Regions from separate parts of the Mus musculus genome. Here regions 1 and 3 are each linked to region 2. The links are chromatin contacts, called in public HiChIP or PLAC-seq maps. All regions are on one chromosome and are shown on one strand. Each heading gives the region's core, a stretch centred on a gene start, on an enhancer-like site or on the middle of the called end of the contact. The rest is flanking DNA. Distances are from core to core; before and after follow the strand shown. Region 1 overlaps 4921511C10Rik (RIKEN cDNA 4921511C10 gene). Region 2 holds the start of 6430573P05Rik (RIKEN cDNA 6430573P05 gene). Region 3 has its middle 4.3 kb from the start of Gm40072.

The links. HiChIP or PLAC-seq counts read pairs in DNA pulled down with a chosen protein or histone mark.
Region 1: a contact with region 2 is called in an H3K4me3 HiChIP or PLAC-seq map of the SCID.adh cell line, with 54 read pairs. The contact joins the enhancer-like site here to the promoter of 6430573P05Rik in region 2. A contact is called at or near these places in 1 of 15 datasets of contacts at CTCF or cohesin (CD8 T cells), 33 of 484 Hi-C or Micro-C datasets (the AML12 cell line, the Ba/F3 cell line, the C2C12 cell line and 20 more), 17 of 115 datasets of contacts at active chromatin or transcription factors (the 230-238 cell line, CD4 single positive thymocytes, CD8 T cells and 11 more) and 3 of 9 other capture datasets (adipose tissue, liver and pancreatic islet).
Region 3: a contact with region 2 is called in an H3K4me3 HiChIP or PLAC-seq map of the SCID.adh cell line, with 33 read pairs. The contact joins the enhancer-like site here to the promoter of 6430573P05Rik in region 2. A contact is called at or near these places in 2 of 39 promoter capture datasets (liver and macrophages), 14 of 484 Hi-C or Micro-C datasets (DN3 thymocytes, the HL-1 cell line, the MNK3 cell line and 9 more), 5 of 115 datasets of contacts at active chromatin or transcription factors (CD8 T cells, the SCID.adh cell line, embryonic stem cells and 1 more) and 3 of 9 other capture datasets (adipose tissue, liver and pancreatic islet).

What each region holds. Positions count from the first base shown.
Region 1 is chr3:79,246,484-79,249,790 of GRCm38.p6, forward strand. It overlaps 4921511C10Rik (RIKEN cDNA 4921511C10 gene), which reads left to right. Exons shown (of 3, transcript NR_045502.1): 2 at 1,694-2,078. It also overlaps a transcript of Rapgef2 not described here. Among named protein-coding and RNA genes, the nearest start is that of 4921511C10Rik, 35 kb to the left of the region's middle. Within about 2 kb of position 1,853, at least 65 of the 459 cell types and tissues checked have an H3K27ac peak or open chromatin away from gene starts, as enhancers often do. A contact at or near this core is called in the Ba/F3 cell line, the C2C12 cell line, CD8 T cells and 8 more, where this site is marked.
Region 2 is chr3:79,285,397-79,288,810 of GRCm38.p6, forward strand. It overlaps 6430573P05Rik (RIKEN cDNA 6430573P05 gene), which reads left to right and starts at 1,459. Exons shown (of 2, transcript NR_165170.1): 1 at 1,459-2,413; 2 at 2,983-3,414. It also overlaps a transcript of Rapgef2 not described here.
Region 3 is chr3:79,339,211-79,342,598 of GRCm38.p6, forward strand. It overlaps a transcript of Gm17359 not described here. Among named protein-coding and RNA genes, the nearest start is that of Gm40072, 4.3 kb to the left of the region's middle. Within about 2 kb of position 1,746, at least 5 of the 459 cell types and tissues checked have an H3K27ac peak or open chromatin away from gene starts, as enhancers often do. A contact at or near this core is called in the SCID.adh cell line and liver, where this site is marked.

The sequences.
Region 1 (3,307 bases), core at 603-3,102, 39 kb before region 2:
TTTCTGGAGCAATCTAAAGTGAAGGCTGGGGGGCCGGGGGGGGGGGGGGGGAGGGGGAGCAGCGATGGTAATCTGCACTTGGTGACACCAGATGTAATCATTCCCCAAAACAAAACCAACTTACGAGTGCAAGCATTTCAGAAGATGGAAATGTTCAAGGCAGTGTGTTAGTCGATAATACAGTGTGCTTGCTTCCTTTCCTCCTTAGAGAACAAAGAGGAAAAGCCACATAACAGAGGTTCCAGTAAGGGAAGGAACCAGCTACTGTAACTGTCCTTTCTAAATCCTACCTGCCTACTACAGACTGACAGTCTCCTATTTAGTCCACAGAGAATTCTGACCGCTAGGAGAAAACATTCACTTCTTTAAATTATAACATCATATATTAATAGCAGTGGAACCCTAAGATCCTGGAGCTAGAATAGCCCCAACTTACTAAAAGCACTCCTGTCTAAAGGAGACTATCAATCATCTATTAAAAGGTAAGTCTTTATCTACCAGCCAGCGTGCATGCCCTTGTTAGCGGCAGCACTTAGGGACTGAGAGGATTAGAAACAGTGTAACAAATTAAAGCACAGTTCTTTGTTCCCTCAAACACTAAACAAACAGCTAACATATATGCTTCCTTCCTTCCACGTACTGAAATGTGTTCACCTTATTGTAAAGTTGGCTAATTCTCAACTGAATTTAAAATCAAACCTTCACTTATAAGTTTACATAGCATCCTTCCTGGAACGCCCTACCTTTCTTCTAAAGTCTAGATAGATCCTTTCTTAAAGAAACAGCAAGATTCGATGTCAGGGTTTGGGGGTGGGGATGCTATACATGCCAGGAAAAGCTCAGCCCTCCTGTGCTGATAGTTCCTCACCATATACAGACACTGGAGGCTCAGTCTAAAGAAAAAAGGATCTAAAGAAAAAGGACCCCTCTAGTCTCTAACTATATTCCTCAATTACTAAGCCATGTCATACTCAGCCAGGAATGGTGGTGCATGCCTATAACCCTAGCACTTGAAAGACAAGAGGCTGAGGCAGGATGATCACAAGGTCGTGGCTAGACATGACTACTACTACATGACTCTGACTCTCCTGGCCCCTTACCGCACATGCACACATGGCCACACAAACATGTCCACACATGCGCACACGCGCACATACAATTGACTGATTTTAATATTTAATAATAAGGCATCCTCATCTGTGTTTCTGTAAAGTGAGGAACAGCAGTCCTCAGACTAAGCTCCAAATTAAAATCGCCCAGGGAAGCTTCAAAGGCCCAGCCGCTGCCTGGGAATACAGTTCCGGGACGAGTACTTGCCCACTGGGTGGGGTCCCGAACTAGCTACCTGTCAGCACAGAACTAAAAATAAGAGAGTGTCATGCATGCCTTGACAGCACAAGTACCTACACTTAGCACGTGCCAGTCTGTGCACATCTGTTTCTGGTTCTGTGAGGGGATGCTAGAAGGAACATCCCAGAAGCAACAACACTCCCTGCACCCTGGTGCTAGAAAGAACCTGTCTTCTTTCAAGATCTCCCTGGTCCTAGGGCTGGACTGGAAAATGAGCCCACAGCACTGTGTGGACAGGAATGCGCTGAAAGGGCTGGGAAAGTGTGAGAAATACCATGTAATGTGATAATCTAGAGTCACTATGCCCAAATCCATGCTGAGATGAATAAAATCTAATTCACAGAATTCAAATGCGGTACTGCAGTCTACACGGACGCTCCATCCTCCCTCCAGGAAGGAAGCTTAACTCTCCACCCCTTGAGAGACTTGCATCCAAAGGACAGAAGCTCTGGTCAGGGCATGTTCTGAAAGAGACGTGACAAGTGCTAACTCAGCCAGCAGTCATGGTCTGCACCAACAATGTGAAGCGGGAAGTGGTTTCTTTATATCTGTGATCTCAGGAGCACCCATAACCACGGCCCATCGAGGAGGAAAAACATCAGAGAAATGCCAAAGGATGGATATCTACCACTAATCCTCAGGTTGTCAAAGAAAACGCAGGTCGGAAGAGTCAGCCGTCTGAGAAGATAAGGCACTGACTGAAGGGTCCGGAGTACAAGGATAAACCGGTAAGGAAACAGTAGGATTTAATACAATCCAAGCTTGGTTAACGAAATACGCCAATGGCCATCTTAATAATTCTTCAACAGCTTACATTCTGTACCTAATGTGAATCCATAAAAGTTAGGGTGTCCCATGAATCACTTATAAACTCATAGCCACACTGGATTTCCAACATTGTATACTTAGTATATATATGTATTGCATGCTTGCTGAGCATGCAGAGGCCCTGTGTGCTGTGGTGCAGCCTGTAAGTCTCAGCACTACTGTAAGGTGGAGGAAGGAAGACTGATGTAGAGAGCAAAGCTACCCTGGGCTACAGTGTGACACAGTGACAAAAAAAAAAGAAAGAAAAAGAGAAAGAGAAACAATTGTTTTTAAAAAGTCATTCTAACAACCTTGTAAAACCTCTTTGATAAGCAGTTTTACGAAGATATAACGTCTGACTCAGCTACAGCGACTGTGAAGGTAACCACGCTGATCACACAGCTTACAGCTCTTCACACAGAACAGTCTGTGTGTGGCATAGAAAACCAGTGGAGGGCAGATGTCAGTCAGCACTGGGGGTCCTCTTCAATCCCACTGCACTGCATTGACCAAGTCAGAGTATCTCACTAAACCCACACAGCTCGCCCATTCAGCTAGTCTGGCTAGCCAGGGTGTGCCAAGGGTCTTCTACCCAAGTGCTGGGGTAACAAGTGGGCACACACACTCTCAGCCTTTTATGTGAGTTGTAAGGCTCCAAACTCTGGTCCTCTCAAATGCACAGCAATGGTCTTAATCACTGAGCCAACTCCCCAGAGCTCCCTAAACAAAGCTCAATGCACATCTATTCCACAGACTTCCCAAGACTACACAGGAAAGGCTTCCACCAAAAGTAGAACAAACACCAGCATTTTTCAAAAGCAAAATTAGAAAAAATGAAAATATGGAGATTAGGGGAAACAGAAATAGAAAGGAAAAAAAAATCCTCCTGACTTATTACAAAATGCATAAGGATTCTTGTTTTTATAATAAATATCTATGTTGATAAAACAGGCTCAGTGAACAAATAATGTACGCCCTTCCCTATTGTTGGGATCCATTCTCACAACACTTGAAAACCATTTTGGTTTGGGCTTTTCATTATGTATTGGTTTGTTCTTTGAAACAACATCTCCCTATGGAGCTCAGACTAGACTCCTGCCTCAACCACCCATGTGCTATGATTACAGAGGTTTGTCACCATGCCTTGAGT
Region 2 (3,414 bases), core at 209-2,708:
CGTTCTTGGGGCTTGTCCAAAAGCAGCCAATGGAAGATTCGCTTTTATTCTAGTCTCTCGCCCATTAAATAATCATCATCAGAGATGGGCAGCACTTGGATTTGGACAGATGGCATCCCATCCCCAGACAAGCAAAGCAACTTTTGTCAAGTATCGGATCCTCGCTGTTTTTGCTGGCCCCAAGGATCTGTAGATCTTCTTTGCCTGCAGGGTTGGCAAGCAGGATCGCCTGTAGTCGCCATCCCAACATTTAGGAATCTACGTCATGTAGCCAGTAAGCAACGGAAATCAAACCACATTTTTTATAACACTCCTCCCTCGCTAATCCAATCTAAGAAAAATCAAATCTAACCCACCAGCTATCCCTCCGTTTAAAAATAAAAAAAAAAACCTGAGGATAAACAATTGTATAAACGTTAACCACTCATCTAATTTTGACCATATTGTGCAAACCGAAAGAATCTGCCCTGCGAAGAAGACGGAGTCGAATACGCCTGTTCTGCACTTACATCTACAATTGGAATGAAAAGCGCTGGCCTGTCAACTTTTTCCTTTCGATGGATAACAACATTCCTCTTTCAAGAAAGTAAAGTAGTAACTAAAGACAGGCTTTCACTTTACAAGGCCCACCTAGGCCAGTCAGTTCATCGCACAACCCTGCAAGTTCCTGCTTACAGCTCATTAAACACCCCTAAACTCTAAAGATGGGATACATGCAAGAGAGTAACTGAGCCTGCAGTCAGGGTGACAAGAGTACCCGGCCGAGAGGAGCTGAGACCTGACCCCAAGACTCAACCCCAAGGAGTGTGGCCGGAGAAAGGCATACCCTATAGACAACTAGTCCCGCAAAGGCGCAGGCAAGGTCAGCTACGGGGAGCGCAACGAAAAGGACAGCAGAGGAGAGGGCAGCAATCGCAGAACAGTCTGAAAAGAATGCCCTTGGAAGTTGGGGCAGGGAAGGTCCTGGATGGGGGAAATGGGATGCTTCCCCAGCAGAGGAGTGCCGGGGCACTGGAAGGGCGCAGTCTGCAGACACCAACCCCACGGCGGGTGGCGGCGCGTCTCACCTGGGGGGTCCTCTCGGCGGGGTTCTTCATCACCGCTTGGCGGAAGCTATTATCCACGTAGGACGCCATCTCCCCCTGCGGGGCGCACCGGGTCCGCTCCACACACTCGCCGGCCTCCCGGCCCAGCGCCACTGCCCGAGGCAAACCAGCCCAGGCGCGGGGCCGGGGCGCAGACAGCACGAAAGGTCCGTGCAGCCCGGAGCTGCCCTCCTCCTCCTCGCGGCTTGCTGTCCGTAGACTCGGACTCAGCGACTGCCCGGCAGCGCTCCCGATCGGTCGCGGATCGCGCTGGCCCCGGCGGGCCGAGTTATTTTTAGGGAGGTGCAAGCGACGGCGGGCGGAGCCTCTCCGGCGGGGCCCTGGCTCTACCCGCTCCGGCCGCGCTCGCTCTGACGCGTCCCGGGTCCTCGCGCGCCGGTCGAGAGGGAGGGCCGCGCGCTGAGCCTGGTGAGCCCGGCTCAGGTCTGGGAGCCACCGAGCCCGCTGGCCTCGGCCGCCGTGGCCGCGCCGCGCCTCCGTCTACTGTCGGCCGCGCCTCCCGACTGCTGCTGCATCCCCGCGGGCCGCGCAGCTCCAGCCGCCCGCCCCCATCGGCGCCTGAGCGCGGCTGCTCCCCGCGCGGCCCCCGCGCTCTAGGCAACTTTGTGCGTCGTCCGTGCGGCGGGCGGGCGCGGCGGGCCAGACACGGGTCCCCGGCGGGCGCGAGGCCGAGAGCGGAGCGCGCAGCCCCGCCAAGCGTCTGCTGAACGGCGACCGCCTCCTCTTCCCCGCCTCTTCCTTCTCCTGCGCCTCGGCGGCCGCCGGAGCCACTCTTCAGGGAGGAAGCGGCCTCCGGGGCTTGTTGCTTTGTGCTGCAACCATGGTGAGGAGTGAGTGACGGGCCGGGGGCCAGTCGGAGGCCGCCGCATCATCGGGGGCGGAGCGCCCCGTGGCGCCGGCCCGCCCCATCGCTGGCCTGGCGGGGCCGCGCCCTCGCTGAGAGCCGCGTTCTGCCGGGGCCAGGTGCGGTGGGAGCCAGGACAGCCGGGGCTGTTGCGATCGTTGATCCCATAGCTGAGCGGCCGCACCCCGACTCTCTGGCCTAGACCCCACATCCCAGGCCTTGCGGCACGTCTCCCGCCTCTTCCCGGGCTGGAAGCTGACCCCACCCGGGAGAGGTCCCTGTGAGGACTCGGCTGCAGTGGCAGGTCTTCCCAAAGCTTAGGGCTGACTGGGATTTTGCTTCGGTGGCAACATTAACCATCCTTGGATTCTGTTTATTTGTAGTGACTGCAAGGACAACGTTGCTCTCCTACCTTCCGCGCTCACTGACATCTAAACCCTTAAATGACTCCTGCGTTAGTCAGGTAGGAATGTGGCTTTCCAACTCCAGACCTGGTATCACATCGGACAAGAAAACACCAGGTCAGCCCGTTGTAATCTAGAGGCCAAGACAGCAAGTTCTCTGACATAATCAAGAATGAATAATCCTAGGTCGGACTTTGCCTTCCACTGGGCAGAGCACCTTCTCAGGATCGCGAGTTTCCAATCCAGACTTGCCCGGTACAAAGCCCATATTAGTGTGTTAAGATGTCCCTGCTCTTGGGAGTTCATCCCTTCCTGACCAGGCTTGAGGTGTGCAGCGTCAGCCTCAAAGAAGATTGCAGTGTTTGAAGTCTGTGTGGAGACTAAAGACAATTGTTATTCAAACTTAAAAACCTTTTTTTCAAGCATATTTTTCGATATCCAGTTTATTATTGTAAGCAATTGGGACAGGCTGTCAGCTAGTAGGGGAGGAAGTCCTTAAATTCGCCAGCACAGCGCTAAACGGATTGCATAACTTCCAAAAAGAAAGGATCTGCGGGGGCCAAAATTTAGAGAACTGAGTCTAAGTTACAAAGTATATCTAATAAGTCCGGTTTTATTGCTTTTACAGCAACTGCTTCCTGCTTTATCTGAAGTCCTAGAGCAGCAACTTGAATTCTCCAGGCTAAACCTCCACTTCAAAAGCAAAATAACAGAAAAAGAGAATTTTAAACCCAATGATCTGCAAAATACATATACCCGACATTCCCCATTTGGAGTCTATGCGACATTTCAGAGTGTGTGTGTACAAATCTGGTTCCACTTTTCTTGTCCCAAACATCCCCCATCCACAGCCTTAAATGTCCCAATTAATAAGACACCATTATCACCATCCAGGTTCCCCAGGGTTCATCCTAGTATCTTCTTAATTTCTTTCTCCTCTATGCAACAAAGTTTGGTACAGCCTTCTACCTCAACTTTCAAAGTTCTAATAGATGTGTATTCCAGTCCCTACCACCTTTCCTACAGTGATCATGGTCCAAAGCACTACAACCCTCTGATT
Region 3 (3,388 bases), core at 496-2,995, 54 kb after region 2:
TGCTTTGTAAGGGGGAACAGAGCAAAGCACCCTGGCCTGAGAACAAGCAGGGCTGAGCTCTTAGTCCCAGCTGTTTCTGTCTCAAGAGAAGCTTCAACTAGTCTCCTGGGATCGAGTGGCTCATGGGAAAAAAGGAACACCCCATCTCTACCATGGCTGACATCATACTTAACAATGGAAACTCACCATTGTAAGATACGTGGAACGTGACTCACTTGTTTTAATTATTCTTTTGCTTGTTTGTTTGTTTGGTTGGTTGGGATTTTGAGACAGGGTTTCTCTGTGTTGCCCTGGCTGTCCTGGAACTCACTTTGTAGACCAGGCTGGCCTTGAACTCAGAAATCCGCCTGTCTCTGCCTCCTGAGTGCTGGGATTAAAGGTGTGCGCCACCACGCCCAGCTTGTTTTTTGTTTTTTGTTTTGAAACATGTAGTGTAGCAATACAGTGCTAACAATGGAGATGCTTTCTGATTTTAATTTAAATTAATGTGGAAATTGAGCTACATAGACTGAGAGGGAATAGCAATCCTATATCACAGTCCTATTTCACCCAAATTTGAGCCAAATGAGGAGGAGGGAGATGGCTACAGACCCTCTCCTGACACAGTCTTGCAGACTTAAAGATGACAAAATGTAAGCAATGGTCAGTTTACGTTTGCATTTGTCATACATATTTTCTTTCAGGAAAGCATGGTTGGCAGCAGCAAGAGGCAATAACAGGGTTAAAACTTATTGAGTACATACTGTGTCCAGAATATAGATAACCATTTTATACACATCTCATTTATTCTACAGATTGCCATACCCCCCCCCCAAAAAAAGCACTTTGCCAATATTATACATAAGACTTATGGCTTGAAGCCAAGCCTGTAAGTATTCAGTTTACTTTTTTTTATATATATAAATCCAGAACACTTTTATGAGATGTAACAATGTTTGATAATAAAAAAGTGTAAGGAAATTCATGGTATGGTGACAGAACTGTCCTCTCAGCACTTGGGAGGTAGAAGTAGGAAACTTTTGACTTCAAGGTCAGTCTCTGCATACATAGGGAGTCCGAGGATAAATGGGGCACAGCGAGCCATTATCTCACATACCTAGAGTGTATGGAAAGTGATGGATGTGTGTGGCTGAGTGCCAGAGCATGTACAGAGCATGTTCAAGGCCCTGGGTTCCATTTCTACTCTGTATTAGAAATTATGGGAGGGCAAAAAGTAGCTGACATGAATTGCCCTTTAGAATGATATTTACTAAGAGAGTGTGCTTCATGACCACGGGCTGTTTTGTGATTGGATCTTGAAGTGAGACAGCCTTAGAAGAAACAGCACCGGACCATAGACACAGTTTAACTCAATAAGTTCAATGGGGTCACAAAGAGAGCAGGAGCCTTCCCTTCAGATCCCAAAGAACACCACCATTAGGAGAGAGAACGTTATGAGGGTCTGAAGGAAAGATCCTTCAAATCCCTGAACAAAGGTGGTTTCTACTCTTACAGGGATCTAAGGGGTGGCAGATCACGTGACAGCATGTGCCAGGAGGCAGGCACTCGGTAGGACTGTAGTTCAAAGTTGCCTTGTTCCTGATCAGCAAGTAGGGCTGGGGGAAGACTGGGCTTGCTTTTCCCATGGTCTCAGTCACAGCAGCAGCAGGCACCTGTCAGGTCTTCGTCCTAAGGGACAGACTGCATGCAGGCTTGGATGAGCTGACTTTAGCAGGGGGTGTGTCTGTGATCTAACACTACCCAGAAAAGTAATAAGTAAAGAACCTTTGACCCATGAGCCACAAAACTCCCCAGATTGCAAACTGTACTGAGCCCTCTTGCCCCTCTCCTCCACCCCTCCTCCCTTTCCACTTTCCTTTCTCGTTCCCTTTCTTTCTCCTTCCTCCTTCCCTTTTCTTCTTTTTTCCTACTTTCTTTTTGACCCTTGTCCTTCACTTCCTTTCCACTTCCCTTTTCCCTCCCTGGCTTTTCCTGTTAATGCTGGAGATCAAATTCAGAGACCCTTATGCTAAGATCCTGTCTTAATTTCATTCCTTGTTATTGTAACAAAATACTCTGACAAAAGCTACTTCAGGAAGGATTTATTTTGCTCACAATTTCAGGCTACTGTCCATCACTGAGGGGAAGATAAGACAGTAGGAACTTGCAGTGGCAATACATTAACCACACAGTCAAGAGCAGAAAGCAATGAATTCATGTATGCTAGAATTTAGCTTGTTTTCTCCACTCTTATGCAGTTCAGAATCCCCTACCTAGAGGATAGTGCCACAGTGGGTAGGTTCTTCTTTGCTCAATATTGCAATAAAAATAATCACTCACAGATATATCCACAGGCCAATCTAATCTAGATAACCCACCATTGTAACTGTCTTCTCATGTACTTCTAGATTGTATCAAATTGACAATTAACACAGATCATCACAATCTCTATAATTAAGATATAAATTGTTATATAACTATAGTAAATTTGACCTAAATTTACCTATATAGATATTTCTTGTTGTACTTCAGTATTACTAAATTTTCTGATTATAAAAATATATAGCTTCATTCTTTTCTAAACATTAAAATTAGATGTCTTTACAGAGACACTGTGTTGGACTCTACAGTTGTATCTGTTGAAGTGATTATGAGCTCTGAAGTAATTATTAAATTATCAAAGCAAGGGAGTGAGAAGATTTCATTCCTGCTGGGCAGCAAACCTTGAGTCGGTATTGATTCATTGACAACAGTGATTTCTTTCATAGAAATGAGCCCAGAAGCTAACAGAGGTCATCTTTGGTTCCCTACAATGAGCTCAGTAGCTGTCATAATATTTTATGACAAGTTTATAAACATTTTTAACAGCTCTCTTAACCTGCTGTGCAGCATATACAAATCCATATTTAATTGATGTTATCACTTTATCGCTGGTACTGTTACTTTGTTGGTTGGCTTTCTCTTCATGTCTTTGTTTTCTCAATCTTATTCAAGCAAGCTGGAAAGCAGACGTCGATCACATTCACCCCCACCTCTCTGTATGTGGCTCCACACACTCCTTCTCTTCCTGTCACTCCACACTTGGATCAGGTACTTCCCTTTCCTGGGCCATATTGATTCGGGAAAGTGGGGGCTCCTTGAGTACAATAGAGGCTTTCCCTCTCAGCTCAGGTGAGCATAACTTGAGGTGCAGGGGTCTCAGACAAACTAAAAACCATCAAAGCAGTTCTAGGTCAGTGGTTTCCCGGTCTCTGGCCGCATGAATTTTAAGAATGAATTTCATGGGGGCTGGTGAGATGGCTCAGTGGGTAAGAGCACCCGACTGCTCTTCCAAAGGTCCAGAGTTCAAATCCCAGCAACCACATGGTGGCTCACAACCATCCGTAATGAGCTCTGACTCCCTCTTCTG